Linked DNA regions of Canis lupus: region 2 is linked to region 1. Evidence: chromatin contacts called from public Hi-C data. All regions are on one chromosome and are shown on one strand. The core of a region is the stretch at or near the end of the contact, and the rest is flanking DNA. Distances in the headings are between cores, read along the strand shown. Region 1 holds the start of LAMC1 (laminin subunit gamma-1). Region 2 holds the start of RGL1 (ral guanine nucleotide dissociation stimulator-like 1).

Region 1 (3,332 bases), core at 93-2,592:
CTGGGACTAAAACTCATGATCTTCTGGCTCAGGTTCTGTGAACTGAGTCATCCTGGCACGGAGAATATTCCGTGACTCAGCAGGCCCGAAGAGGAGGATGTCAGATCCAGATAATTTCGAGTCTTTTAAAGGCAAGATGGGAACATAAACAACACAGTGGAAGAATTTCGCAGTGGGTCTGCCTACCCAGGGGAAAAAATGTCATTCCATTCCCAGCGCTTCCACTTCCTTCTCTGCCCCTGTTAAACGACGGGTTACACTTTAATTTGGAGGCAGGAAATTGCTTCAGAAAAGTCATTCTAATGCTGAGACCAAGGCCCTTAATTCTCGGGGGGGGGGGGATAGGGACCGTGTCAGTCCCTGGGGACACCCCGGGACCTCTCCCTCTCCTGGGAGAAGGTTAGAGCCCAGCCCCGCGCAGCAGCAGCAGCGGGAGCAGGCGCTGCAGCAGGAGCAGGAGGAGCAGCAGCAGGAGGAGCAGCAGCAGGAGCAGCAGGAGGGCGCATTCCCGGGGCGGGGGGGGGCGGGGGCGCCGGGGCCGGGAGCCTTCGGGCAGCGCCCACCGTCAGGTCCCTCGAGCCCCGGCCCCAGGGCGCCGCCCGCCGCACGCAACCACCGACACCTGGCGGGGCCAAAGGCCGGTTCCCAGGGAGCTCGCCGACCCCGCGTCGCCCTCTAGGGCTCCCTCCACGCCCCGCGCCCCCTGCTCCGGGCTCTCCCGGGGCCGCGCGGCCGGGGCACCCCGGGCCGGCTCCCGCAGGGCGCGGGCTCCCCCGAGCCTCCCCTTCCCTCCCGGCATGCACCGCCCCGCCGCCCCGCCGCCCCTCCCCTGCCCGCTCCCCGCGCCCCCGAGGCCCCTCCCCCGCCGCCCGCGCGCCGCGGGCCCGAGCGCGAGATGCCGCCGCCCCCGCCCCCGCCCCCGCCGCTCCCGCCGCCGCGAGTCGCCGGCTCGGCCGCGCAGTCCACGGCGCGAGGAGGGCGGGGGAGCCGCTCCGGGGCCGCGGGAGCCGCTGAGCCGAGGCCGGGGCCGGGGCCGGGCTGTCTCCGCCGCCAGACCCCACCCCCCCGCTCCTTCCTCCCGGGGGCGCGCTCTCGGGGCCGCGCTCGGAAGTCGGGGGTCGGCGCCCAGGGCGGGCTGCGTCGCGGGTGGGAGCCGGGCGGCGGTGGGAGCCGGGCGGCGCGCGCGGGCCGGTGTGTGCAGTCCGACCCCGGGCCCCGCGCTCGGCCGCCGCCAGCGCAGCGGCCTCCCCGGGACCCCGCGGGGCGACCGGAACGCGCCCGCGCCCGCGCCCGCGCCCTCGCCCTCGCCTTCGCCTTCGCCGCGGCCCAGCGCGCGGGCGGGATGACGGGCGGCGAGCGGGCCGCGCGGGCGCTGCGGCCCCGGGGCCGGCTCTGGCCGCTGCTGGCGGTGCTGGCGGCCGCGGCGGCCGGCTGCGCCCGGGCGGCCATGGACGAGTGCGCGGACGAGGGCGGGCGGCCGCAGCGCTGCATGCCCGAGTTCGTCAACGCCGCCTTCAACGTGACCGTGGTGGCCACCAACACGTGCGGGGCTCCGCCCGAGGAGTACTGTGTGCAGACCGGGGTGACCGGGGTCACCAAGTCCTGTCACCTGTGCGACGCCGGGCAGCCCCACCTGCAGCACGGGGCGGCCTTCCTGACCGACTACAACAACCAGGCCGACACCACCTGGTGGCAGAGCCAGACCATGCTGGCCGGGGTGCAGTACCCCAACTCCATCAACCTCACGCTGCACCTGGGTAAGCGGGGACGCTCCTGCCCCTGCCCCTGCCCTGGCCGCCTCCACCTGCCGGCCGGCCTGGGGGCCCGCACAGCCGCGCGCTGGCGCCCTGCTCCCCGGCCCCCGGCCCCCCGGCCCCCCGGCTCCCCGGCGGGGGCCGCACGGATCGCCCCTTCTGCAGCGTCCGAGCTAATCGACCACCTGCCATCCCGCTAGGGCCGGGATGCCTCCCCGCGCTAGCACCTCGGGCTCTGCTTTTCTGTCCTTTATAACGTAACCGGATTCTCGCTCCCTGGAGGACTCGCCATTTGGGCTGTTTCTGTCCCCCACCCCCTTTTTTTTTGTCCCCCCGAAAGCGTTCATCAGAAACCCCTATGCTCGCTTCTTCTGCCTCCTTGCAGGGCCAATCACGGAGCATTCTTGAATCAGAGATAGGAAAGTCCACCTTAAATACTATTACCTTGTTTAAATGCCTCTCCAGGATTGAGCGTGATTGCCGTTTGCTCTATTGAATAAGGTAGAGAGCAGAGGGGTCTCTAGTGAAGGGGATTGGAGGGAAGCATGCTTTTTTTTTTTTTTTTTAACTACAGGTATGGCCTGTGTGTAATTAAAATAGAAATTCACTTTTAAAGTTACTGTGCTTCAGAGTTGTTCAGCCTTAACTAAGGGCCACAAAGCTATTACGCTGCTACTCCTGGTACAGAGAGAACAAGAAAGCGGGCACTCACCGTAATTTCTGGCCACAGTTTGGTCCCTGGGTAAAAAGGCTCTCCTTACCGTCTTTCCTCTTACTTGGATTCAGAACAAGTGTACAGACATGTATGAATGACCTTTTAGAAATCAGGAAAAGGATGTATAGAAAACTTTGTTGCTGGGTGGTGGATGAGGATGGACATGTTTATCCTAAGCTATCAAAACTCACATTTGATCAAAGTTTTTCTTCATCATTGAAATATATAAACAAGCAGAATAATTCATTATTGTGTTTAACAGAGTAAGGTTTGCGTGAGAAACTGGCATCTGATTTGTCCCCATTGCACTGAAAGAATGGATTTTACTGGTAGCTGGTAACGAACTTCCAGAGAGAACGTAGGGCCCAAACCATTCTTCAGTCAAAGGATAATTCTGTAAGGCTAATATTATTTGAGTGTCTTTGAAAGGAATGTTTTATAGGCAAATAGTTCTTTTGGTCATGGTGTTGCATCTTTCTTTCCACCGCTCTCTGGTACGTTACACTTTACATAAGTGTCAAGATTCCAGAGGAAGAACATAAAAAAAGTACTTTGAAAGGTAGTTAAATTACTGTGTGTGGAGTTTAAGAAAAACAATGTTTAGCACCTTTGTAATACCATTTTATTTCTAGACAAATTATTAGGAAGATGAACTTCCGTGGAAAATAAGTTCACACGGTGAAGCTCTGAGGCACCTGTTTTTCAGAGATGGAAGAAGCGAACTGTACTTCAGTGTTTTAAAGGTTTTAGAAATGCATAGAACCAGCAGTACGTTGGAACAGGTGCCTTTCTAAGACACAGCAAGAGACCTAGGGTCTTCTAAGGTTTCATGGGAATACCCTTTAACTCTTTAGATAGCTATA
Region 2 (3,388 bases), core at 501-3,000, 580 kb after region 1:
ACTAGATATAGTCACAACCAATATTTTCACTCCTATTTCCCCATTATACTTTAATAGAACATTGATGAGGAGAGGTTTAAAAAGTCTTCCCTATCTTATGAATACATTCAAGAATAATTAGAAGTGAGTGAATTCAGTAATTGAGAATCTCTAGAACTACAGCTTTAGCTGTTGCAACATTTACATTTTTCTAAAAGAGATGTGGTGCCAAATACTCGCTCAACACTGATGAATATTCAAATATGCAAAAAAAAAAAAAAAAAAAAAACAACACCAAAAACCCCAGGAACTGACAGCCGCATTTTAACTGAAATGGAAATGGATTTCAGGATTGCAAAAAATAAAAAATAAAAAAAATAAAAAATGATGCTGCTTTGCGCAAAATGACTCATCGTCTATTTTGCTCATCATCTACTTTATTCACTGGGGCTTATCTTAAATATTTCCAGGGATTCTCCACCTGCCATCCCTGTGCATTGTCCCCTTGCTTCGCAGGTAGAAGCCTCCAAGCTTCCTTGTCGGGAGCTGGCCGTTTCGTACTCACTCCGTTTCCCCGGGGCTAACACATTCGTATCTGCAACAAATTCCTTTCTCTGTAAATAACTATAATTATTAAAAGGGCCCAGGGGCTAAAAAGGCCAGGGGGCCTCGACCGTGCACACCGCCCCATGCCTCCCCGCGAGGAATGAACTCTCCTAACGCGGCCGAAGAGCGAACCGCCAGCACCACGACGCAGGCAGCCCGCTCCCCGCAATCGCACACCTCCGGAGGGGCGGGGGGACCTCCGTGACCTCGGGCCCGGGCCCCTGCCCCTCCCCCCGGGGCCGGCGGACAGCAGCCGAGGCCTCCCCTCCGAGCCCCGAGGGCGCGGCCGCCCCGCCGCTTCCCGGGGCAGCGACTCGGGCCGCCACCTGAGGAGTCGGGGCGGGGGCGGGCTCCGGGGTGACCCGGGGTGACCCGGGGTGACTCGGCTAGACGCGGGAGCGCCCCCGGCCGCCCGTCCGGCGGACCCCGCAGGGCCAGAGCCGCCGCCCCTGCCCCGGGAGCGGCCCGGCGGGCGGGGTCCCCGGGCGGGGTCGCGGGGTCCCGGGGCGGGGCGGGGCGGGAGCGCGGGGAGGCCGGCAAACGCCAAGGATATTGCCGCAGGCAGGAGTCCACCTCGCCTTCGTCGGGCCCGGCCTGCCCGTCGCCCCCGTCCTCCTCGTCCACGAACTTGTTCTCGTCGTACTCATCCACGTCCACCTTCCGGAACCGGGCCGACGACACCGTGTTCTTCGACATCGCGAGCCGGACCGGCGGCCTAAGCCTCCTCTCGGTGCTGCCTCGCCCTCGGGAAGCGCAGCCCACCAGGAACCCGCAGCCCGGGCGCCTTCACTTCCCTCTTCCGCTCTGGGGCGTCGCCGGCAGCCGCGGCTCGGACGCTTCTGGGCCTGCGCGCTGGCGGCGCTCCTTCCTCCTCGGCGACATGCTCTCCGCCCGCCGCCCACGCCGCCCCCGCTCCTCCCGGGCGCGCGCGCGAGGGACGGCGCGCCGGGCGCAGTGCGCAGGCGCGGGCTCGCGGCAGGAAGGGGGCGGGGCGGGGCGAGGGAGGCGGGGGCGGGCGGGGGCGGGGCCGGGGGCGGGCCGAAAGCGGCGCCGCGGGCAGAGGTGAGAGGCGATTGGCCGTCCGCGGGCGTCACGTGATCCCCAGGGGGTTTCCATAGCAACGCTTCTCTGCGGTCCCGCGGAAGGGGGGCGGCGGGGGTCTTAGGCTGGCGGCTATGGGCTCTGGGGGCGGGTGGCTCCTGCTGCCGCCGCCGCCGCCGCCGCCGCCGCCAGCGACCTGTCGCCGGGGTCCTGCGTGAGGTCCGGCTGGCCCGGACTTGCCTGTGGGGTGGGATGGACTGGTGGCCGGACCGAGTCCCCTGCAGTTGGCAGGAGTATGGGGCGGAGTGATGCGCGCCCGGGCGCCCAGCGTCGGTCTAGTTGTCAGAGGCATCACTTGGGACCGTGCGCTGCCCGTGGCTGCGTTCCTGAGCCGGGAGCCCCTTTCCCGGGGCTGGAGCTACGCCGCGCGGCCAGCGGGAAGTCCCCAAGGACGGAGTCGAAAGGTCGTCTCTTATCTGGCTGTGCTGTGTGACAGCATCCCGACGGCACCTGCAGAGCCTGAACTAGGTATCATCTCCTTGGGGAGGGAGACGGAGGTTCTGGGCAAGGGCTCGCGTGGCAGACCTGGGGCGGACCTGTGGAATTTGGGGTAGGGTCAGTCACCGGCATCTTAAAAATAAGTGGTGGTTTGGAGCAAGCACGGAAGAAAAGGATAGGGGCGAGCTATGCCCTCCGGTGCTGTGGGGAAACAAAACGTGTGAGGATTAGTAGGTTTGAGATGAAGATTTATATTTGTGATTTGAGATTTATATGATCCTGCTAGGCCAGCTTTTTATTACATTGGACATCCTCGTTTCTGAGAGCAAAGCCCTTACTGAGGAGGCAAAGGCACTAACACTAAAGAAATGGTAGTTGTGCTGTGTGTGTAACACCGAAGCACAAATATTTGCAGAATAAAATTATTTTGGACATTTAGCTGGACGCTGCTCAGATAGCTTTATGTTTTCCTGACATCCTCTCAGGTCTCGTTCAATTCCACCTCTAGCAGAAAGCCAGCTGTTGCCCTGTTGATACCCCAATCCTTGGTTTCCTGTGCTGTATTGAAACGAGCCCTGGACTTAGAATCAAAAACCCTGGCTGAAGTATTGACTTCCACTCATAATCTATTTGATTGAGGCATGCCACTTAAAATCCTCAATTTCAGGTTCCTCGTTGCTAAAGTGGAGCTAATAATAACGTACTTCGCGAGATTGTTCTGAGGACTAAGTACGGGAAAGTGTTCTGAAGCTCTAAAATTCTACATAGATGCAAAATGCATGTTACTTGTACCATTGATTTTGGCGTTAGTCTTACGAATTACTTAATGACATATCATGTTTTATCTTGCTCCTGGAAGAGATCAAAAGATTCTGGAGGGCAAAGACTTGCCTTTTATTTATTTTGTATCTTGCTTTACATCTGATGTAATGCTAAGCATGCAGGCAGTGCTCAATACATTCTGGTACTCAATTATTCATTGATGAATGAATAAAATGTGAAAGGCAGTACAGTTTGAAAGTCACACTGAACATAATGAATCAGTAAGAAAAGGAAGAGAGATCTCAAAATCAAACATTTGTGGGACAGATATGCATACATATGTATATATGTATAGCTGTATCTACACTGACATATATACATAGTTGTATATGTATGTATGTGGATATATATACATGTATAAATATATGGAGAGAGACTGAAAGAGTTCACAGGAATGGAATGCACCCTTTCTTCTTGGAAGGAAGAAGCAATATGGCATTTT

What was found. A called contact is a pair of places that touch in the nucleus more often than the background predicts.
Region 2: a contact with region 1 is called in a Hi-C map of blood, with 2.5 times the contacts expected there. The contact joins the promoter of RGL1 here to the promoter of LAMC1 in region 1. A contact is called at or near these places in 2 of 9 Hi-C or Micro-C datasets (amygdala and blood).

What each region holds. Positions count from the first base shown.
Region 1 is chr7:16,285,431-16,288,762 of UU_Cfam_GSD_1.0, forward strand. It overlaps LAMC1 (laminin subunit gamma-1), which reads left to right and starts at 1,343. Exons shown (of 28, transcript XM_038542252.1): 1 at 1,343-1,757. The coding sequence starts at 1,343.
Region 2 is chr7:16,865,185-16,868,572 of UU_Cfam_GSD_1.0, forward strand. It overlaps RGL1 (ral guanine nucleotide dissociation stimulator-like 1), which reads left to right and starts at 1,751. Exons shown (of 18, transcript XM_038542279.1): 1 at 1,751-2,154. ARPC5 (actin-related protein 2/3 complex subunit 5) reads right to left here and starts at 1,458. Exons shown (of 4, transcript XM_038542275.1): 1 at 1,139-1,458. The coding sequence starts at 1,281.